5 separate regions of the Mus musculus genome follow, and regions 1, 2, 3 and 4 are each linked to region 5. A link is a contact called in public HiChIP or PLAC-seq and promoter capture Hi-C data. All regions are on one chromosome and are shown on one strand. Each heading gives the region's core, a stretch centred on a gene start, on an enhancer-like site or on the middle of the called end of the contact. The rest is flanking DNA. Distances are from core to core; before and after follow the strand shown.

Region 1 (4,577 bases), core at 751-3,250, 1.2 Mb before region 5:
CTTCCTTCAGGAACCTTACTGCCTCAACTTCTATGCGCAGGACAGCACGCATCTTATTTTGCAAAGTTGGAAATTCTCCTACAGGCCAAACCAGCAGTGATTTTTAGAATAGGAAGGCAGAGTGACAATGCCCACCCCACTCCTGTGACCTAGGGTAGCACAGAGAAATACCAAGTCGGGAAGCAACGGGGTGAAATCTTATGGTCAAACTGAGTGACCTTGGATAAGGTCACAGCCCCTCTGGGTCCATTCCCTGTGTATTATGGATAAGGCTAAAAAGTTAGGGTTTGTTTTCAACGAGTTTGGTATGTCTGTAAGTTCAGTAAAAGGGAAAGTTTTAGTTGTATGGTTTAGTTTCCATCTTCAGCATCCTTTATAAAGGTCCTCTAAGAAGTCTTGAATGAATCTTTTACTGTTTGAAGGATTGTTTATTTATTTACATGTCTATTTGAAACAAAGTATTACTGTTTCCCTAATCTGGTCTCAACTGACTTTAAGGGATCCTCCTGCCTCAGCCTCCCAAGTAGGATGGGATGGTAGGTCCAGATTTGAAAGCTTCTTCGGTTTTTTTGGTTTTTGATTTTTTTTTTTTTTTTTTTTTTTTTTTTTGGTTTTTCGAGACAGGTTTTTCTCTGTGTAGCCCTGGCTGTCCTGGAACTCACTCTGTAGACTAGGCTGGCCTTAAACTCAGAAATCCGCCTGCCTCTGCCTCCCAATTGGTGGGATTAAAGGTGTGCGCCACCACCGCCCAGCTGAAAGCTTCATAAACATTCCAAGCAACACACTTCCAGTGGAAGGCTCACCTTTGAGAGTGGCCACAGCTTCTCCCACTTGTCGCAGGAGGAAAGCCCCATCTTCCACATCTTTCAGGGTCACCACTCTGCCAGTGGAGGAAGAGTCCTTCTTCAAGTCCTCAACAAAGTCCTCCAGCTCACTGTGGGGAGGCAGAGAGCAGATGGAACTGAGCATGGAGGGTCTCAGAAAGGACACGTGCAGGAGCAGGGGCTCTCCCATTTTCTGCTGTGTCCCAGCCCTATCTTAAGCTTCCAAGGAGGAGGTGGGAGCACAGTCGATAGTAGTTTGCTTTGCAATATTGCATGGCTATGTAAGGTAGCAACGGGAGAGCTCTCCCGTGTCTGTCATTTGTGGTTCAGATTGGTCCCGGGTGGGGGTGGAGTGGGCACTTGATACATTCTTAACTTTCAGTTGTATTCATGCCAGCCAAGAGAACAATGTGCACACTTGGTGACCAGGAATGGAGGGAGAGAAAGACAGAGGGGAGAGAGTCCTGATAGATTAGGATGGAGGCAGAAGATGGGGGCTGGGGGTAGCCTAAGAGGGGGGTATGAACCAGTACTACAGTGAAGTGTGTTAGCTCACTTTAGACAACCAGGTTTCTCAATTTTAGTACCTGACATTTTGAACCATATAGCTTCATTTTTAGTGCAGGGCTGTCTTACACAATGAAGGATGTGCATCCTTGGCCCCTTCCTGCTGAGTAGCAGTAGCAAGCAATCACAAATTCCAATAATTTGTGACACATGTGAATGTCCCTTGACATGGTCAAATATCCCTGGGAAAGAGAGAGCAAAACTGCCCTCAAAATCCCCTAATGGATAGCCTCTCTCTAGTGTACCTGACTGTCCCATCATTAATGACTGTCTCTCTTCTCTCACAACTAAGAACTTAGAGATCTGATTTCTGGAGGGAGGGAGGGACGGATGGAGGGGTTGGGATGGAGAGAGAGAACAGATATCAACTCCAACACAGCCAAGTTATATTCTTCCACTTGAAACAACAAAAACAATTTGCCCAGATGTGTTTGTATCCTTTCAAGTTGCCTGCAAATTCAAGAGAAAGCTCTTAAAGGACGAGGGTGCTAAGAAATGCAAGACCACTAGGTGGCAGTAAGTGAATGGCGGCTGTACTTCCTGGCGCCTTAGTGGAGGAGAGGATGGCCTCACAAGACATGGGCCCTTTCCTCTAGGTGAGTGAGTAGAAAGGAGCTAATGCAGCCACAGGAGGGAGTCCAGCAGGGCAGGACATACATTCAACAAGGATGAAGTCACACGTGACACATCTGACCTCTTCTGAGCAGGGGGATGAAGTATTTGGTGATGCCAGCCATTCTGATACAGAAATCTCTGATGAAAGGATGCCCCGTTAGGGTCTGCATCTGTTAAACACACCTGGTGTTAGGTGAGCATACCTACAGGGCACATGCAGCTGCTGCTCCTTGGGGTGGAGCTGGGCCAATCCTTGTCAGACCTCTAAATGGTCCATTGGTGAGGGAGGTTCCCTGGTAGACCAAGCAGTCTCCTGCATTCTTTCAGGCTTTGATGAAGCCCTTCCAAGCTAAGACTCCAGGGCCCCCAGTTCCTTCAACCACCCACAAACTGGTCAATATGCAAATACTCCTCCAAGGAGATGTTCCATGACCCAAAGCCACTCCATCCAGATAAACTCCTATTTTAGTTTCTCTTACCCAGTCTGCCTCCTGCGCATCATATCCCTGCAACCCAAAGTTCCCCAAACTCTGCTCCCCTTTGACGGGCAGCAGGGAACCTCTGACACCATTATTCTGCCAATTCATGTGCTTGTGATTCCTATTTCGAGCTCTGAAGGCCACTTTTATTAATTCAGAGATTGAAAAAGAGACAGTGCTGCTGAAAATGAGTGCAGACGGCCTTTTGAAAGTCATCAATGGGCTTTTGAAATAGGTAGGCTTTGCTCAAGAAGACGTCAGACATTCATGGGGCCTCCAGATTTCAGCATGGCCTTAAGCTGCTTTTTATTCTGCCTTTGTTGAAAAGAAGCCCATTGTTTGTTAAACTGAACTTAGTCTGACTCTTATTAGAAGCTGTTATTTCCAAGTAGAAAACCATGAAAGATATTGACTCATTTTTTTTTTCTGTTCTTTAATCCCCACTTTCACTCCTCTGTCCTCATGTTCAGAGGACCCAAGCCTAACAGTTCTACCAGAGTATTTCTTTTCTGGAATTTAGAAGGAAGGGAAAGGGACAGAGAAGGGCCAGCAAAGAGCAGGCGTTACTTCTCAGTAGCCCTGAGCCAGGTTCTAGAATATCTTACCTAAGCTCGCTCTCCTGTCATACGGATCCACCCAGTTACCCTAGTCTATGTCTGTTTAAGGTATAAGAAACAGATATGATAATATTAAGGAGATATATATGTATTCCATAACTTTTAAATTAGTGTTGTGTGACTGTGCATGCAGAAGGCAGAAGACAACTTTCTAGAGTTGGTTTTCAGGGTCTATTGTGGGCTCCCATGATCTTACAGTCTTTGCAAGCACAGCCTAGACAGGTACCAAGCAGGTCTCCAAAGCAGGAGTATGACCCATAGAAGACACCAAGCCAAGGAGAATGATACCGTTCAACTGTGAGATGTGATTAGGACCATGGACCCAATTCTCCTGCCAATCCCCAACCCTGTGGTTTTCTAAGGATGCCCCACATTTTCCTGGCCCAGAGATATACTGTCATGGGGCCTGCTGAGTTTCCCAGACCTTAAAGGAGGGACAGTTGGGACAAAGATACCAGGCTCAGCAGATCTCTAGCTTACACAATAGGTGCTCATTAAAGAGAGGGAGAGAAATACCAGCTAAGAAGGTCACCCTGTGAACAAAGACAGTTTTTCTCTTCAGGGTGACTCACCATAACTTTTTGACAATCCGCTCTTCTTCGTGGAGGTACTTCTGTCTCTCTTGCTCCACCAGGGTGCGCTGACGCTGTACCGGATCCTCTAGTCTCTTCATGGTCTCCTTCACTTTGTTACTGATTTCCAGCTCAGCCTTCTTCATCATCGCCCTCAGAATCTCCTGGTTCTGCAGCTGTTGAACAAAAGAAATCAGCCTCCATTGGCTTCATCTGTCTGCTATCATGAAGCCTGAATGCCCTGCAGTCTTCAGAAGTGGGCACAGAGAAAACCCACAGCTGAATCTTTATTTCAGTAAGAAAGAGAAGAGAGCAAGGACTGTATACAGGACTGTATACAGGATTGCTTCCTCAGAGAACGGCTAAGTTTTATCAGGCAACTGACAGCTGAACTTCTGTGCCTATAAAAAAGGTAGAGTTTTTTCTAGTCTTTGGCTGCTGTTACACACACACACACACACACACACACACACACACAAACACACCACAAACTCTCACAGACGATTTTATAGAGAGGAGTCAAGAGTACTAGCATTGAAAGCCCAGTGATCAACCAGGCCTTCAGTCCTTGTCTCCCCCCAGACACTTGGATAGGCTTTCTTGCTCTCCGTTTCGCGTTTCTCTCCTGATGTAGAATCTGCTCTCCTTGGCAGAGCTACTCTGAGGTTCTTGTAGATCCTCAACAACCATTGGGTTGACAGGAATTTTTCAGAATGTCTTCAAAAAGCGAATCTGAGCTCTCTGATTTGTTTGGCTTCATGTCTCAACAGTGTAGAATCACAGCTCCTTACCATGTGGCACTACACATTGATGGGGCAATAATGAGTCCAGATGAGACAAAGGCTCTTGGGAATTGACTAATTTCACTGGATTTGACAAAGGCTGCATTTATATCTAAGTCCA
Region 2 (4,168 bases), core at 587-3,086, 1.5 Mb after region 5:
CCTCTCTCCCCTTTGGGAAGACCCTCCCATTACATTACCCCCCCCCAAAAAAAGCAAAACCTTTAGGCTCACACCTTCATTTCCCATACTTGAGGGGCAGAATTGTTGCTTGTCTGCACCCTGCCTGGGCTACACAGCAAGCTCCTATGTAAAAAACAAAAACTTCCCAGGTAGGACACACTCCAGAGGCAGAGGCAGGAGGATCTTTAATTTTGAGGCCATTTATGGGCTATAGAGCCAAGTTCCAGGACAGTGAAGGCTACAGAGAAAACCCTGTCTCATTTAAAAAATAAAAAGTAAAAATTAAAACCTTCCAACACTCAGTTTTAACTTCAGGAATAGGAAGGGTGGATCTGTTTAAGACTACACAGTGAGTCACCCAAAAAAACATTATCTAGTCTTTCGTCCTGAACCCCCAATCCCCTAACGACTTGAAAGGGACAGTCTTCAATAAGCAGAAAAACATGCTAAAGAGTTCCCCGTGGGGGAGTGGGAGGGAAGGGGCGATTAAGGGGGTACCCAAAACATTCACCCCATGAGAACATCTAAAAATAGACTCAACCTCCAAAGGCTCTTGGGGCACCACCAGCACTACTTCTTGGGGTCCATGACCAGGTCGGCTCAGCCCAGACACTCCCTCAGGGACACCTTCCAGTGTCTTCGCAGAAGCACCCAGTGGCCCCCAACAGCAGGGTCCATGCCAGAGAGCTCTGGGTGCAGCGGGCAGGGCCCACCTTCTCTCTCTCTCCCTCTACTCAGAGGCAGGTTGTCCCAGGCCACAGGAAGTCTCCTGACAACGCTGCGGCAGACCGGGAGCAGGCAGGGGAGGGGGAGGAGGCCTCCGGTTCCCAAAGCCACCACGCGCCGTCACCGTGACTCCAGCGCGGGTCTCGCGCTCCCACCCTACCCTGCGCAGGACGCGGCCCGACGCCGGCGGCCACCTAATGACACTTGAGTGAGCGCGGAGTCACGTGATAGCCCGGGCCACACGCACTTTCTCCCACAGGCCGGGGCACAGCCCGAGCCCGCGGCGACCACGCCGGGCTCCCGCGGGCTGCGCGCCGGGCGGGGCGGGGGGCGGGGCGAGGCGGCGGCGGGGGCGGAGCGGCGGCGGCGGCGGGCGGGCCGGGGGAGGGGCGGCGGTGGCAGTTGCCGCCGGGCGGGGGAGGGGAGCCGTGACGGTTGGGAGCGGGCCGGTTCGGCCCGGCGGGCGGTTGGGTGTTTACCTTGATGCACCGCGACGCTGCAGCCGTGCCCGTCGCAATAAACCAGCGGGTTCTCGGCCCAGCCTCTCTCGTCTGAGCAAACGCAACAGCCTCCAATCATTTCCTTCATACTATGGGAGACCTCGTCCTCCAGTGACACGGGCCGGTCGCTAGAGACCATCTAAGAGGGAGTTGGGGGGGACCATTAACAAACACAAGCAAGCCACCGAGAGCTCCCCACACGCAGCCCTTCGCGCCCGCCCTCCCGCCAGCCCGATCGACCGACCGACCCCGGCCCGGTCTCCGCCAGCCCGCCCGCCCTCCCTCCCGCCCGCTCGGCCGCTCGCTCACTCGGGCTTTGCCGCTCAGTCACTCACGTTCCGCACAGGAGTCAGGAGCCATGTCCTTGCTGACTCCCCCCACCTCCCCGCCACCGTCTCCTCCTCCTCCTCCTCCTCCGCGGCGTCCTCCCTCCCCACCTCCACCCGGCCGCTAACGCCGCCGCCCGAGGAGGGCACACATAATCAAGCAGGCCTCCGCACAGGCGCACTGGGGGGCTCCCGCTGGGCCCGGGGCGGCGAGGGAGGGGAAGGGGCTGCGCTTCCTCCTCCGAGCGTCACCCGGCGTACGCGTCGGCCCGCCCTGCGGCCGGCGTGAGGGAGGCGGCCCAGAGAGGCGAGGCCTGCGTGCGCGCCGCCGCGTCCCCTGGCCCCTGCCTACCTCCAGGCTTTCCCCTCCCCCGCACCGCTCGGCGGCGCCGAGGTGTGCGGAGGTGGGGGACGAGCGGAGTCGGCTGCTCAGCGCGGCCGGAGTGAGTCTACCGGAGGGCTCTGGGGCGCACGAGGGCCGGGACGTTGGGCGGCCGTCGCCTCGCGGGCCCCGGGCGCGCATGAGGAAGAGGCCGCGGCGGGGCGGGGTGCGGTGGGGGCCGGGGTCGCTGAGAGGCGCCCCCGGGGGCGTCTCGTGGCGCCGGGAACCTACCTGAAGGCCTGTGCCTCGAGAACTGGCCCGCGGGTAACAATGGTTGGGAGAGGGTGCCAGCTTCCATGAAGGGTGTAATGAAGCATGGCTTCCTGCAGTTGGCCGCGCTAACTTCACAGTACTGTCGCAGCTTCGCCACCCATTAAATTCACGTCCTGGATTCTTCCCAAAGTTCACCCAGTGGAAGTGTTACCAGATCTACCGCCCACTTACGCACCTTCTTGGCCCCCGTGGCAAATGAAAGTGCATCACAGACAGGCAAAAAGCCTGTGTTTGGGCTATATTCTGAGCGGGAGCCCCAAGACTGCATTATAGCTTGGTAGGTATACAAGTGGTTGGTCGCGTTAGCAACGTAATAGTCTGATCTGGAAAAATGCAGCTAAAGGAGGAAGGAACCCACGTTCTAGCCTGTCACCAAAGGTTAACAGCATTGAGAGTGTGGTGCCCAGTTTAGATTGAGGATTCCTCTAATCTTAGCTCGATTCTCCAAATTTACCTTTTCAAATGTGATGTCATTTAAATTGGAGAAATATGAGAGCTTCCTCCCAATACACAAATAAAATATAGATTAGATTAGACCAATGTTAGCAGATTAATTAGCTAGATATTGAGTAGTTTTTAAGCTACCAAAAAAATGTTTCCCTAATCCTTTCTCCATGTACACCCAATATTGATTTTAAGCAAAAAGTGTTCGTTCATTAAACTTTAGCATGAAATGGGAATTATGAATAGGCTATTTAAATGACAAACAGTTCCAAGGCAACTTCATGGTTTTTGGTTAATTACAAGTACAAAGGGCTTATTAGAAACTAACAATATAATATGGTCTGGAAAATACACTTACATGATGCTAAAACACCCCAAGTTCTAAGCACTCCACAGAAAATATATTAAGTTTTAAAATGTTCAAAAAGGGTAATGTGGCTGTTCTTTTCCTATTTCAAAATAATTGCTAAAGTTGTAAGAATAGTGATCGATACAGCACAATGTAAGCATCTGTGGTCAGATATATTCAAAAGCTATGTGAAATCCAAACTAATGGGGGATTTACCAAAGCTTGTGATAGGAAGACAATATGTCCAAAGGGACACAAAACTAAGGATTCTGTTTTAATATTAATACATTTAGAAATGGTGACTACAGATTAGTAAAATGACATTTTTAGGAGGATATGGTAATAAATTTCTGGACCTCTAATGATGCTCTTAACATAACTATGACTTGTACAAAGCTAGGGCAACTTTCAAACAGAAGTTTACTGTTTTAACTGTACCAAATATTTTACCTTTACCCTTATACAAAGGAAGTCAGTTCATTGTCTAAATCCTGTTTTGCCTCATAATATAGACTAATTTTGGTGCAAATCAATGTGGAACTTCCCAAACACTGAAGTCAAGCCTATGCACTAAATAATTTAAAAATACATTTCATTTTATTTTTAATACATTGGAGCTTAGTTCTTGAGATGGAACTAATTTGTATGAAAAAAAAGGGTAAGAATCTTACCTCATTCTGTAACACCTAATAAATGTAGGTAAACACTTGCTCTTTTCAAGACAAAAACAAAACTGTCATTTATATGAAGTTTTGACATTTACAAAAAAAAAAAAGGGAAAATGTGTTTAGAAAAAAACAGGAAAGATGCACAGTTTATGCCACGCTTATATATAAATAATAGTATCTGAAGCAGAAATTTTGTGAAAGCATACATGCATACAGGTTGACACACTGGAAGTCCAATTATTTTAAAACTGGTTTTTAACATTCTATACTAGAGAGACATGAAAATCAGGGAAAACACTGGGAAAAAACAGGGCATTTCATTTTTACTCAAGCATCAGACACTAAATGTGTTGCTGTGTGTACAATATTTGATATATTTCTATAATACATCGAGTGCAAAGGAAGAATCGTAGACAGAATAAAGCAGCTCAAATATGCAGTGAATTATTCACTCAGCAAATATTTACTGAACATTCATT
Region 3 (4,091 bases), core at 377-2,876, 1.1 Mb before region 5:
CCACTCAAGCATTTCCCTTGCTGTTTCATGGTGTCCCAGGACACTGATCTCCCTGCATTTCAATTACAGATTTTTAGAGAGTTCCCAGTTCACCAAGTGCCTCAATCCTGCAAACACAAATGAGAACATGGTGGTGTGTGTAGTCATGCCAGCCAGTCCAGTTACTTTTCCTAAAGTGTGTTCTTCCTTAAGGAGGACTTTGTATCACTGAGCGGTGATGGTGTGAGGGGATAATTATGGCTCTCTCTCCCAAATCTTTATCTACAGCTCTCTGACTACATGTCCAGATATCATCTCTTCCTGATGACAGGAGAAGGTGGAGGGAAAGGGACTACCATCTCAGGTTCCTATTGCCCTGGACCCGATGACTCGTATGTGGTGATGTCACTTAGCCATCCCTGTAGCTTCATAAGAGTGCTTACTGCTGCAGAAGCAGTGCCTAAGCCTTGTACAATGAACTAGCAGATGACAGACCCCAAGCCCAGTATGTAGGCTATGAATATGCTTCTCACTGCTAAGTTACTTAACCAGAACTTAGAGATGCTGGCTCTGGGTCACTTTCTACCAAGAATTGGTCAACATATAACCTTTACTGGATGAGAGTTGGCTGATGTGTTCCTATTGAAAATTCCTTCTTCAGCAAGGGGAGTCAACATATTATTCAAACACATCACGCAATACATCATGCAAAGAAGAAAGGGTACTATTACCCAGCAGAAAAGAATAGCTAAGACATCTTACATGCTATTGCCTATACAGTACCTGCTCTGTATATACATATGTACATAAGCATATATACATGCTTAGAAGTTCTTTCCAGCACTACCTCTAGAGAATGCTGTGCCTGCCTCTCATCACATCCTCCAACGTCTACCACAAGCTAGATGTTTTACTAGGGTTTCAGGTTTGTGCTTAGTGTGTGTGCACGTGTGTGTGAGTGTGTGTGTGCATGTACATGTGTGTGTGCGTGTGTGCACACACGCGATGTTGTTGCATTTAAATACTACAGCCAAAGAGGAAAGGAAATCAAAGATTAATCATCAAAGACTGCTTTTTCTTTCTCATTTTCAGGCCTTTTAAACTCTAAACCAAAATGCTGAGGTCCAGCAAAACAAACCCGAGAAACTAAGCTTTCTAAGATATGCTAATTGCCAGGAACAGTGGGAAGTCTGGTTGGCCAAAGTATTCAGATCACAATCTGTTTTTGAAAAGAACAATCAACATTGCCTTAATAAACTTTTCCAGTCGTCCAAATGAATGCCCAGTTTGCCACAGAGCACTCAGCAACACAACACAAATGTATTCAGAAGGACTCATTCCTGGGCCTTGTTAATTATCTCCTTCCCTGAATCAGCTGAATCATGATACCTTGTACTTGAGAAACTTTCAAATCACCCTAGTCTAAATTCTCATTTGAACTGAAGAGAGCCATGTAGAGCTAGGAACAAACGAAGTATTATCATGCAATGAGTCAAGCACAGGCTCTAGCTCTCCTCTCCCACCCTCAGTCCAGCAACACTACATCTTAGAAGAAAATTTAGTTACTAGGAAGGGTCTGAGCAAGGCTCAGTTTACAGAGCCCTTTCTAAGACCCAGGGGAGGTCCCACCCTTTTCTTTACATCAGAAGTCTTTGAGTTTGTAACTGGAGATGGAAAGGAAGACAAAGAGCTTGGTAATGAACACCAGACTTCTCCTGGGCTTTTGTCTTTACAGACACCCACCGCGGGTGGATGCATCCGCCCGGATTCTTGTCCTCCAGGCCAGGCATCTGCCATTCTCAGCTGAGTTCCGGAACCCAAAGCCAGAGGACCTTTGAGAGCAGCCAGCCTAGAGCTTTGCATGGCTTCTTGCTTTTTCCCACAACCTCGGTGACTCTTAGAAAAAAAAAAAAATCAGAGCCTGGACCCCTTGGGTTCCTCAGCACCATTCTCATGATGATGACTGGGGGAGGGAGCACACTGGGCATGGCAATGGACACGTGAACTGCAATATAAATATAAAAGAAGTATGGGATAGACCAATCTTGTGACACTATGGTCTCAACTCTAGAGACTCAGAGAAATGGTGGCGAAGGCAAATAAACCAGCTTTTTTTTTTTTTTTTTTAAAAGATGGGCAAAGACTAAAGAGCCCTGCTACCAATCAAGAAGAAGGCACAAACCCACTCAAGATGGAGTGCTTGGTGTTTTCCTGGGTGTTTCATGTTGAGAGTCAGGACACAGGACTGGTTTCCAGCAATGCAGTACTTTCAGCCCCATATATAGAAAATGGGAGTTTAAGCAACTCTTCAAGTACCTCTCCTTGAGCTCTGAAAGGTCAGTATTTCCGCTCCCTTGTTTGGAGCAAGGTTACTAGTTTTTCTCTAGGATTTATTTTGATGACTTTTCCCTGATAAACTGTGCCCATACCCTGTTTCTTCAAGGCTCGTATATCAATGCTTTCCTCCCTCTTCTGCTGGGAGTGCCCAGACATTATTCACATTTTTCACCTGTGAAAACATCCATGTTTGGTCTGGAGTGAAACTCGATGATTCAGCAGTGGAACGAAGTACAACTGCATCTTCTCTTTCAGTCTCCCCTCCCCATGTGCACTATTTCATTGTCGGATCAGAAGGATGAGGGGACCGACGTGCCAACTGCTCGATGCCCATAGACAGCCTGTCCAGAGCCATCACAGTCATCTGTGCAACAACCCGACTATGGTCATGAGCAAGGGTGGGGCCTTCTGCCCCTGCCATGCAAGTCCTTTCTACAGATGCAGCAGACAGATGACAAGGTCAGCTCTGGTACAAAGAGGTATATCCTTGTCCTTGAAACAGAGGTGCGCAATGTTTTGACATATATAACATGGCACTGTCATCTTCAAATGTGTTGCCTTACCTGCATGCTGTTGCATTACCTGCATGCTGCAGCAGGTACATATGCCTGTGAAGAATACCAGGCTATAAACATGAACTCCACAGAGCGTATTTTGTATTGGTTTCGTCTTTTGATGTCCAACCCTCTCAGTTACAGGAAAATGGGAAACAACAATGTTTCTTTTAGATTTAATAAAAGAAAGAAAGAAAAACCATTTTTGCCTCATGAAGTATGAGTAGGTATTTCCTTATCATATAAGAAGAATTTTCTAAAACACAGCATGTTAGGAAGGGAGCTACTGGAGATTTCCAGCCAGTCACAGGACTGATGTTTGTGAATGTGCTTTCTCTTTTGGTGAGAGCTCCCTTTACTAGCTTCTGCCTGTAGTCAATTGCTGCATCCCTCATTCTGGATCTGAAACAAGCAGTGTATGCATAACAAACATGCAAGGGCTTGAACAAGCCCTGTGGCTCCATAGTCCTCACTGGCCTCTGTTGGAATTCTCAGCTTCAGTTGCTCCTGGAATTCAGAGGCAAGAATGCACTTGAAAAGCTTTGGGATTAAAGGTGTCTGTGAGGACTGGTCTGACTCCAGGGATGAAAGGAGAGGGACCATATTGCAGGCTTTGAAATTCTGAATAGAATACAATCTATGCAGAGGACTCACCTTGGAAGCCTCCCAGTGAAAGCCCTTAGGACCCCACACACATGCCTTTGGGAGGAATCCCTAAAGATGAGTTGAATTGTTGTGGAACCAATCAGGTTATTTTTCCCCTAGTAGCAAAGGTCCAACTGCAGTGTAAGGCACAGACAGTATCTTAGGAACTCTTTCTTACCTCTGTGTTGGTGCCCACACCCTCTCCAAATATCTCAGAAAGTTTTTGCTATTGCTTACAAGCATACACTGCACACCCACCCACATCCAAAGCCACCCTCTTATGCACTCCTCCCAACCACCACCATCATAACTACCACATGCTCAATTTCACTGTAGAGAGTTTCAGGTAAAACAAAATAAAACTCCCCCAAACAAACAACGAATCTAAACAAACAAACAAACAAACAAAACCTACTTTGAGAGTTTCAACAGAATCTCATTTTCAACAGAATCCTGCTCTGTTTGTTTCTAACACTGTCATGTGTTTTGGTTTGGTTTGGTTTAGTTTTTTTTGGTTTTTCAGAGACAGGGCTTCCCTATGCATCCTTGGCTGTTCTGGATCTCTGTGGCCTCAAA
Region 4 (4,646 bases), core at 579-3,078, 1.2 Mb after region 5:
CAGTCCCACAATGTTAAGTAGTTCAGCTGGTCTTCTGTATAAGCTGGAATCCTGAAGAAGTAGATTCCAACAGATGTGCTGGCAAAGTGAATGCAAGCAGGCAAAGAGGAGTGAACCTTTCCTTTTTCCTTTGTTCTTATGTAATCCTCCAGCAGAAAGTATGGCGCAGATTAAAGGGTGCCTCGAGATCTGTATTAAAAATGTGTGTCTTCCAGCCTGAAGCGCTAGATCAAAAGCTTGTGTCTGCTGTGCCCTCCATTTCTGGATTGTAGTTTACTCCAGTTATAGTGGAGTTGACAACTGGGCATAGCTATCACAAATCTTATGACCAGTGAGCACAGTTCCTCAACCTCAAGCGATATTCAGCGGGCGTCTTGTGGGACGGCTGACTGTATGTTTGGGGCTTCTTTGTACCTTAGTCCATCATACAATTCAAAGTAAAGATTTCGTTGCTTTCTTTTTATCTGTGTAAAGTCCCTCTGAGCAGACCAAAGCGAATCACTCCATACCTAGGATCAGTAAATGCCACCAGGGAAGAAAACAGCTGATAACTGCCCTTAGCCCAGACATTGACAAAGGATTTATTCAATTGTGTTACCTCCTGCAGCACAACAGTTAATGTGGAAATGACAAATTTGAATTGTAGTAAGAAAATTGTCTCAGAGAATAAAGTAGAGGCAACTCGACTTCTGTATCAGCCTGGCCTTAGAAAGTGATAAGTCCCCTGAAAATGGAGTAAGTCCTTAGAGTTCTTGGACAACACAGAGTTCAAGACAGAAATACAGGACTGTCTGCTAAGAGCTCATACTAACACGTTTGCAGTTGTGGCAAGATCACACCACTTTCAAATAACACAGTATTCAATAATATGATCAAATATGGAAAGGATGGACATTGGGTAAACAAAATTTGTTGTTGCCATATTTTCTGACAGTTTCACTCATTGAATAAACAAACATTTGCTTTAATGTAGGGACTTGGTAAAGATGATGGGTCTTGTATGTACATGTATGTGCCTGCCTATGTGTATGTGCACATGCACAGGTGCCTGTGGAAGCTTGAGGTGAGTACTGGATCACTGCAGCTAGAATTACAGGCAGTTGTGAACCACTCCAATATGGGTACCGGGAACAGAACTCAGGTCCTCTGCAAGAGGAAGAAGTGGTCTTAATCAAAAGTCAATACTAGGTCCAAGATTAGTTTTACTTTAAGGAAATAAACTTCAGACTTAAAAGAATATTTTAAATTTTATTTATATGTATGTGTGTTTGCTTTCTTGAATTTATGTGTATTAGGTGTGTGCAGGATCCTACAAAGGCCAGAAGGGGGCTTCAGATCTCCTGGAAATTAGAGGCTGCTTATTTGCATGGACTATATCCGCAAATCTTAATTCATATTTAGAAGTATAATTTTTTTCTTGGTTAAATTCCTTTTTGTGCCCCCACCTTCCAAAACCACAATGGGGTGGATCTGTGTGTTTTAGGCATTGTTCAATTCATCCTACCTTTACTGATCAAATAACAAAATGCACATGAACAGAAGCCCCTAAGCAATAAAATACATCGACCCTCCAATATGCTTTTAATATCAATACTTAGGAAGGCAAGGTAGAAGGCATGGGGAAGAAAACCTACAGATAGGCGTTCTTGGCCCAGGAGGTCCGCGATTGTTGATTATTCACCTCTTTTAGCCAGCGCTGACACACGTGCAGCTGCTCTACAAGCCAGCCACGGAAAGCTGTTCTCTGAGGCCAGAATCCAGAGCGCCTGGCGTTCCTACTTCCGGCCCCGCCCCCGCCCCACAGTTGCTAGGAGACGTGATGTCACCGGAAGCGAGGCCTGGGATAGGCTGAGGCCTGGGGAAACCTCTCCCACACGGCCGCTTGGGTGCCAGCGCTGGCTCTCCAGCTGTTCCTAGGCCGGGGCGAGGGTCTAGAGAGGGAGAGCGGGCTGCGGCCGGTCTCCGCTCCCCAGCCGCCGGCTCCGCGGCAGTTAGTGCTTCCCTCGAGCCGGCAGCCTGGTTGGTCGCTTCCGGGCGGCTGCCCGCGCTCCTGACTGACAGGCGCCGTCCGCACCGCCCGCGCCACCCGCCACGTCTCCGCTCTCTGCCGGCGCACGGCGTGGCTGCCTGCCGACCGACCTCTTTGAGCCCAGCGCGATGTGGGTTCCCGGCTTCGGATCCGCGCGACTTCCCCAGCGCCGGCGCTCCGGGTTGGAGTCATCCTCGGTGCGGCCGCTGTGGCTGCTGCTGCTGTTCCTGCTGGCAGCCGTGCGGCCAGTGCGCGCCTGGGAGAGCGGAGACCTGGAGTTGTTCGACTTGGTGGAAGAGGTGCAGTTGAACTTCTACGAGTTCCTCGGGGTGCAGCAGGTAAGCGCGGCGGGCCGGACCTCCTCACCCAGCCCGGTCCACTTGACCGCCATCTCTTCCCAGTTCCTCACTGTCGGCCCAACTTCGGAACTTCTGATCTGAGTGTTAGGCTGGACGGTGCAACTACCTTTTCTTTGGCTTTCTGGAGACCATCCTTCCCCCACCCCGCGAGCTGTGCTGAAGGAAGAAGGAAGAGAGATGTAGGCAGACCGATTTTTAACACTCAAGTGTGACACAGTAACCATGTATCACCCCAAATTGTCATCTTCCCACTTAAACATATGTTTACTCCAACTGCCTCCCTCTCCCTCGTCCTTTCTGGGAAGACTGAAATACATTTTGCCCAGCGTCTGTTAGCAGTTTTCTTGCACTGTATTTTGTAATCGTTAAAGCCTGCTATTAGTGTTTGTGTAGCAGTTAGAAATCTGGAAAAATTTGAAGCCTCCTCCCGCTTGGTCCTAGAACTCATTAGAGAAGTTGTGACACTTTCAGGGTTTGAGGTGTTTGGAGTGCTGTTGAAAGAGGAGGTCAGGATAGTCTTGTGTATACGTCCTTGCCTCTCCATTGATTTCATTTCAGGTTTTAACTTGGGTCTTTAACTTGTAAAATCTCTTGTTCCCTTTTATTTCTACTTGAAAGTGATTGAGTGAGGGTATTTATTCAGACTACCTCAAACAATGAACAGAAAAAAGAAGACATGTTAATAACTAATAATAACTTCATGATCATGGAATGAGAGAGACTTCCACAAGCTATGATTGAGTCCTTCACACAAGATGTAAGTTGTGAAGCAAAAACAACAGCAGCAGCAAAAAGGCACACTTAACAGAATTAGCTAAGAAATGTACCTCTTCCTATAAGTTATGAAATAGGAAACTTTCAAAGGAAATGAATTGAACTGTTAAACAGAAATTTAATTTTTAATAATTGCATTTTAATTCCATGATTGCATATAAAATCATTGAGTATAAAATTACCATGGTATTAAACTTAACAGTTCTCATTTCTTAAGAGTTAAAAATATTATACACAATGGTTTTGTGGTCATTGTGTTACCTTGTGCCACTTCCTGCTCATAGAGAAAAAATAGGCCTCATTTCCAGAGTAAATGATAATGCAGTGTATTTAACAATAATTAGTGAAAATGTAAGTTTGAAGACTATTTATTTGGGCTTAGGTTCTTGAGACAGGTTCTTCATGTAGCTCAGCCTATCCCCTTAAACCGTCATTCCCCAGCCTCAGGCTCCTGGATGCTGAGATTGTAGGCTTTTCCCACTCAGGAGAGGCATTTTACTTTTTAACGTAAAAAAACAAAACCAAAAACAACAACTACTAAAAACAAAACAAAACACCCCTCCCCCCCCCAAAAAAAACTAGGGTAGGTAGAATAGGAAGTAATTCCTCTACAGTTTTTTTTTTTTTTTTTTTTTTTGGTTTTTATTTTATTTTATTTAGGTTAATTACCACTTCCTTCCAGCCCCAAGATTTCTCATTGTGCTGTACTGACTAGCCTGGAATTTAGTAGGTTGACCAGGCTAGCTATCCATCCACCTACCTCAAGGACTACTAGAATTGAAGACATGTGCCAGTATACCTGGCCTAATCCCTTCCATGTTAGTGTGTGTGTGTGTTTGTCTACCTCTGTCAGGGTCTTAAATGTTTCTTCTTAGTACCACACCACAATGCTGCTCTAGGTTTGTTTTGTTTTGTTTTTAAAGTTTATGAATGCTTTCTTGCAGGCATGTCTGTGTACCACCTTTGTGCCTAGTACCCACTGAGGCCAGAATATGGCCTGAGACCAGAATTACAGACATTTGTGAGCTGCATTGTGACTGTTGAGAATCAAATCTGGGGCCTTTGAAAAAACAGCCAGTGATCTTAACCACCAAGCCATCTTTGCAACACCAGGAATGTTCTTTATTGCATTTATTTTTTGTTTGTCTATTTTTTTATGCGTGCCATGGCAAACATGGAGGTCAGAGGACAGCTCTTGGAAGTTGGTGTTTTCTTTCCATGAGGGTCCTAGGAATTAAATTTAGTAGAGCCATCTTGCTAGGTCAACTAAATAGTTGTTTTGTATTCATTAAGATTGATCAAATTCAGGGGCTGGAGAGGCAGCTCAGCGGTTAAGAGTATTGACTGCCCTTCCACATAGTGGCTTACAAACATCCGTAATGAGATCGGATGCTCTCTTCTGGTGTGTCTGAAGACAGCTATAGTGTACTTACATATAATAAATAAATAAATCTTTAAAAAGATTGATTAAATTCTGTAGCTAG
Region 5 (4,561 bases), core at 1,174-3,673:
TTCCTTTCCCAACCCTTTATTTCAGACCTTTGGTTAGGGACGGAGCATTACATAAAACAAGTTTACATAACAGCACCCGCACCACATAATCATATATTATGGCTAGTGATAAAGAAAAAATAAGCACTTCCTATAGCATGACTCTCTCAAAAGAATTTAAATTACAAACCTAAGCTGAAACCTCTTGGCTTTTACTAGAGTTACAGAACTGAAAATGTCCAACTGGGTTATATAAATTACAACGTTCAGAGCCACCACTTGGCTCTTAATCAAAGCCTCCTGCTACTTAATCTGCGGTGCAATCATTCTTGCTAATTGGCAGGTGACATTTTCATAGGAAGCCATGGTGTATTTATATACTCATGTGCACAAGTTGTGCCATCCATCCTGTGGACTGAGAAAGAGAAGGGTTGTTCTAGCTTTTGAGCTGTTCAACTTTTAGAAAGCTGGAAACTTTGGATGCTGCAGTTACATTGCTCAGGGGTGGTTTGGGAAAAAGGAAGACACTCTTTTAATAGGCTGGCTGGAGTCTGTGTATTATAAGGGCTTTGAGCTCTTCCCACATTGCAGTTTATGCCTGTTAAGAAAGATTTATTGGGCTGGAGAGATGGCTCAGCCGTTAAAGGCTAGGTTTACAACCAAAAATGTAAGAGCAAGGTTTGTTGTTCAGTGTTTGCTTATTGTAATAAAAAAATAAAAACAGAATCTTGATAATTATAAATAAATGAGACCAATATTCAAAAGTGAATTAACACATTTTTAATGTCTATCTTTGAGTCCATGAGCCTTCTCCACTAAAAGCCACCAATGATTTCTACATCTGATGAAAGAAGACTGGCTTCAATCTGACAAAGACTCTGACAGTGCCAGGACTCCTTGGGGTAGGTGGGATGTTGGTCTGACATGAACAGTGATTTGAGCTAGAACACTCAGAGATAAAACACAGGTGGCTGACAAGAAAAGAAATGTCACGTTGTTAGTTTCAAACTTGTGGTCCTCTTTCCTTAATGCCCTGGATGCTGAAACTGGAATCTCCTGGATGGGCTGTTGCAAGGCTCCAATAAAAATGTATGTGTGCTTCTTGTTTCTGGGGGATGGTGTAATTATGCAGCCTGATCAACAAATGCCTTCAATTGTTGCTCTTACAGAAGGCTAGGGAATATGGTTCCCAGTCACCACAAGTCAGATAAGAACCATGTGAAACTCCAGCTCCATTTCCTTCTTCTCATCTCCCAGGGCACTGTATGCAGGCACATAATAGCCTTAAATGTTTAAAGACAGTGATCGCTACAGTGAATTTCTTTCCCTGTTTCCTACTCCTAATATCCAGCTAATTAGGAATATATATATATATACATATATATATATAGAGAGAGAGAGAGTCAGTATACATATACACATATATATATACACATACACTCTACACATACACATATATCATATGCATCATACACACACATTCATATATATATATATACATAAATATAAATATATCCTTACAGACAATATAGTGAAATGAAGATGAAAAATACTTAGTTCTAAAAGCGATGATACCCCAAGCTTAGGTCCCTTGTCAATAATTGGCACACAGTTAAGAATAAATGGTAGTTTTACCGCTTAAAATAGCTTCTCTTAATAATGGTAGATAGTGAATTGAATTCCACTACACGATATTGTGTAAAATGCCATGCCTTACATTCTGTCCTTTATGTTAAATAAGGATGTAGGCCTGTTTAATCTCTGCAAAGAAAATCTTCACTCAGCAACACTCCTGTGTGTGTGTGTGTGTGTGTGTGTGTGTGTGTGTGTGTGTGTGTGTATTCAAGTGACAGGTGTCAGTATTTTATCAGGCCACCTGCTCTCCTGTGGTATTGCTGACAAGCCCAGGCCTCTTTATATCGTGAGATAGCTATTGGATGGGGTCACTAGTTTCCATCTCCGCAGAGAGTGAGTGACACTTGGTAGGAGGCCAAGCAAAAGAGAGAGCCAAGCAAGCTGCAGATCTGACAGGCACGTGGGAGGAGCGTTGACGTAGGAAACTTCAGTTTCCCAAATGCAGAGTCCAACCAGAAAGGAGGCTGAGCTCAGAGCCTTGGAGGAGAAGGAAGCAGAAAGGGTCCGGAGGCGTAGTGGGCCGCAGCAGAGTTATTTACAGGGTGCAGCTTTGCCTAGAGACATTTAGGAACGGGTTGGCTTGTGGGCGTCCGAGAAGGCTCTTTGTCGCAAGGCTTATGTCTGGTGGGGCAGGTGGCCTGGCGAGACAGAGGAGCACTTCCGGAGCCCGCCCTACACCTCACCCACTCCACCCCCGCCCGCTCTCCGCCCCGCCCCTGATCCTCACCCCTCCAACCCCACCCCCACCCCGGTCTCCGGTTTCTCTGGGAGTCGCCATGGCAACGGACTCTGGCTTTGGGACTCAGATTCTCTGAACTCCAAGCGAGCAGTTGGGAGCATGGCGGAGGCTGAGACTGAGACTGAAGAATGGACGAAGACACGTGGATGCAGGAAGATTCTCCAGACCCTCGAGGGGGCTATTGAGCAATTCAAATTCCATTCCAGGTGACCTGCCCGCTACTTGCACGCGCTTCAGAGCTGGTCACCTGTTCTCCACAGCCTCGTCGCCTTTGATTTCTTAAGTAAACCACAGGCTAAAAGCTCAGACTCAGGTCTGGGTTCTAATTTCGTCTGACTTCTCACCGGGTCCTATGCCTCTTATTAGCTCATCTGGGAAACAGGACAGTAGCTAATTGTGCCTACTCCATAGACCACAGGGCCTGTTAAATATTTCACCGAGGTACAGTCTAGAAAAGAGCCATACAGAAATGGTATGAGGTTGCTTAAAGAAGATCCCATAGACTCCCGATTTAAACACAGATTTCTTTTGAGATTCTGGAGGCTTGGAGTCCAAGAACTGGGCACTGATTTGATGTCTGACGGTCCTTTCTTGTAAGCAACCCGTTCTTACTGCATCCTCCCCTAGTGGGATCAGCGGGGGAGCCATCTCCTGACTTCTCCACTCTCTATCCTCCACCTGGGCTCTTTTTAAGGGAACAGCCCCATTTATGAGGCTCCCACTTCATTACCTATTCATCTCTCTTGATCTCACCTCCGGAGGCCATCATTTTTGGAAAATAGGACGTTGACATGGATTTTCCTAGAACTGGAGCACCGCCAAATATATAAAGACAACAAGCCATATGCCTTTGCCAGGCAGTCAATGGAATCATTATTTCATGGTCCTTAGGTTCTCTCTCTCTCTCTCTCTCTCTCTCTCTCTCTCTCTCTCTCTCATTTGGCTTCAGCCCTTTTTTTATTTGGATAATGTAGAGTCAACATTTATGGGGAATTTTTTTTTCTTAAAACACTCTTTCAAAGCAGTAAGCACATAGCCTTAGATTAACTGCCACGTGATGCCATTCCTTAAGTAGAGACCTCAGGGAGCCAGGCTATTGATTCCAGGCAAACCCCACACTGGGGAAGAGAGAGAGAAGAGGGAGCAGGGACAGGACAGGGAGCAGGGGAAGGGACTGACTATAGCTAGACCAGCCCAATGGTGGGCCTGAACCAGTACCCAGTCCTGCTGAACTCCACTTCTCTACCCCAACTAGTCATTAATAGGTTTGCTGGCCAAACCAAGTCAGGGTACCCACAGACCTTTGATAAAACTGTCAAAAGCACATATCACAGGCAGCTCTTGGCAGACAACAGTGGAATGCTGTGTCTAATCTGTTCCTAAGAGCCCCTTTCTCTCCTGGATTCCTTGACATTCTGCAGTGGAATAAGTACCCAACAGAACATTCCAGCCAGACTCATGGGGCAAACTGATCTCTGCCAATTGCTACTAGCACACGTTGATTGAACTAAGGAACCACTAATGTCCATAACATTTTTTTTTCCACTCAAAGGCTTAGAGAAATAGGTTGGAGTTCTGATATGAATGGGAGAAGCTAGATACTGGCTGACACCCAGGGATCTGATCTAGCTGGGTTAGGCCAGGTAGTTCACATAAACTCAGGTCAGCCTTGGTGAAGTGATACATTCTAGTTAAGTCAGTAACCACATAATGAGTCAGACAGCATTTACAAGTGACAGAAGAAACAGAAGCAAAGGTAGCACAGAAAACTGGTGTATGTGTACACACCCCCAAGTCACCACGGCTCTCAGGAAAGGCTTCTCTGAGATGACATTAAGAGGAAACAGCAGGAACCAGGCACATGCATCTGGAGCCAAAATGTTCCCTGCTGAGAGAACAGGTAGTGAAAGTAGGGACTCTGGATTTAGGCAAAGCAAGGAGGCCAGTGTGGCTATAACAGAGCAAGCAGGGTGGGCTCCTGGATATGAGTCAGAGGAGAGACTGATGGCCACATTTCTGGGTCTTAGATCAACATAAAGGCTCAAGCTTTCATTTCAAAGGAGATGGGAAGCCAGAGGGGGATGACCCAGTGTCCTGATATTCTCTGACTTGCCTGTCTATGGATAGTTCTGCTGTTTTAATAATAGACTATAACAGGGACAAGGCATAAATTGGGAAACCGGTTAGGAGACTTTTTATAATATCTAT

Evidence for each region. Promoter capture Hi-C pulls out the DNA fragments that hold promoters and counts their contacts. HiChIP or PLAC-seq counts read pairs in DNA pulled down with a chosen protein or histone mark.
Region 1: a contact with region 5 is called in a promoter capture Hi-C map of stem cell-derived epiblast-like cells, with 4 times the contacts expected there. The contact joins the enhancer-like site here to the promoter of 4921504E06Rik in region 5. A contact is called at or near these places in 5 of 39 promoter capture datasets (the HPC-7 cell line, cranial neural crest, embryonic stem cells and 2 more) and 1 of 115 datasets of contacts at active chromatin or transcription factors (astrocytes).
Region 2: a contact with region 5 is called in a promoter capture Hi-C map of pre-B cells, with 4 times the contacts expected there. The contact joins the promoter of Mllt10 here to the promoter of 4921504E06Rik in region 5. A contact is called at or near these places in 2 of 39 promoter capture datasets (hippocampal neurons and pre-B cells) and 1 of 9 other capture datasets (macrophages).
Region 3: a contact with region 5 is called in an H3K27ac HiChIP or PLAC-seq map of embryonic stem cells, with 5 times the contacts expected there. The contact joins the enhancer-like site here to the promoter of 4921504E06Rik in region 5. A contact is called at or near these places in 2 of 39 promoter capture datasets (the 3T3-L1 cell line and hippocampal neurons) and 3 of 115 datasets of contacts at active chromatin or transcription factors (astrocytes, cardiomyocytes and embryonic stem cells).
Region 4: a contact with region 5 is called in a promoter capture Hi-C map of pre-B cells. The contact joins the promoter of Dnajc1 here to the promoter of 4921504E06Rik in region 5. A contact is called at or near these places in 3 of 39 promoter capture datasets (hippocampal neurons, liver and pre-B cells).

The regions. Positions count from the first base shown.
Region 1 is chr2:20,777,299-20,781,875 of GRCm38.p6, reverse strand. Etl4 (enhancer trap locus 4) reads right to left here. Exons shown (of 22, transcript NM_001081006.1): 11 at 3,675-3,850; 12 at 804-934; 13 at 1-78. Among named protein-coding and RNA genes, the nearest start is that of Arhgap21, 190 kb to the left of the region's middle. Within about 2 kb of position 2,000, at least 18 of the 459 cell types and tissues checked have an H3K27ac peak or open chromatin away from gene starts, as enhancers often do. A contact at or near this core is called in embryonic stem cells and stem cell-derived epiblast-like cells, where this site is marked.
Region 2 is chr2:18,062,253-18,066,420 of GRCm38.p6, reverse strand. Mllt10 (myeloid/lymphoid or mixed-lineage leukemia; translocated to, 10) reads right to left here and starts at 1,836. Exons shown (of 23, transcript NM_001252560.1): 1 at 1,557-1,836; 2 at 1,227-1,386. The coding sequence starts at 1,386.
Region 3 is chr2:20,652,621-20,656,711 of GRCm38.p6, reverse strand. The region is part of intron 3 of Etl4 (enhancer trap locus 4); the gene reads right to left. Among named protein-coding and RNA genes, the nearest start is that of Arhgap21, 310 kb to the left of the region's middle. RefSeq lists a cis regulatory region at 1-4,091. Within about 2 kb of position 1,626, at least 23 of the 459 cell types and tissues checked have an H3K27ac peak or open chromatin away from gene starts, as enhancers often do. A contact at or near this core is called in astrocytes and embryonic stem cells, where this site is marked.
Region 4 is chr2:18,390,012-18,394,657 of GRCm38.p6, reverse strand. It overlaps Dnajc1 (DnaJ heat shock protein family (Hsp40) member C1), which reads left to right and starts at 1,828. Exons shown (of 12, transcript NM_007869.3): 1 at 1,828-2,367. The coding sequence starts at 2,158.
Region 5 is chr2:19,551,772-19,556,332 of GRCm38.p6, reverse strand. 4921504E06Rik (RIKEN cDNA 4921504E06 gene) reads left to right here and starts at 2,423. Exons shown (of 17, transcript NM_027600.4): 1 at 2,423-2,559. The coding sequence starts at 2,453.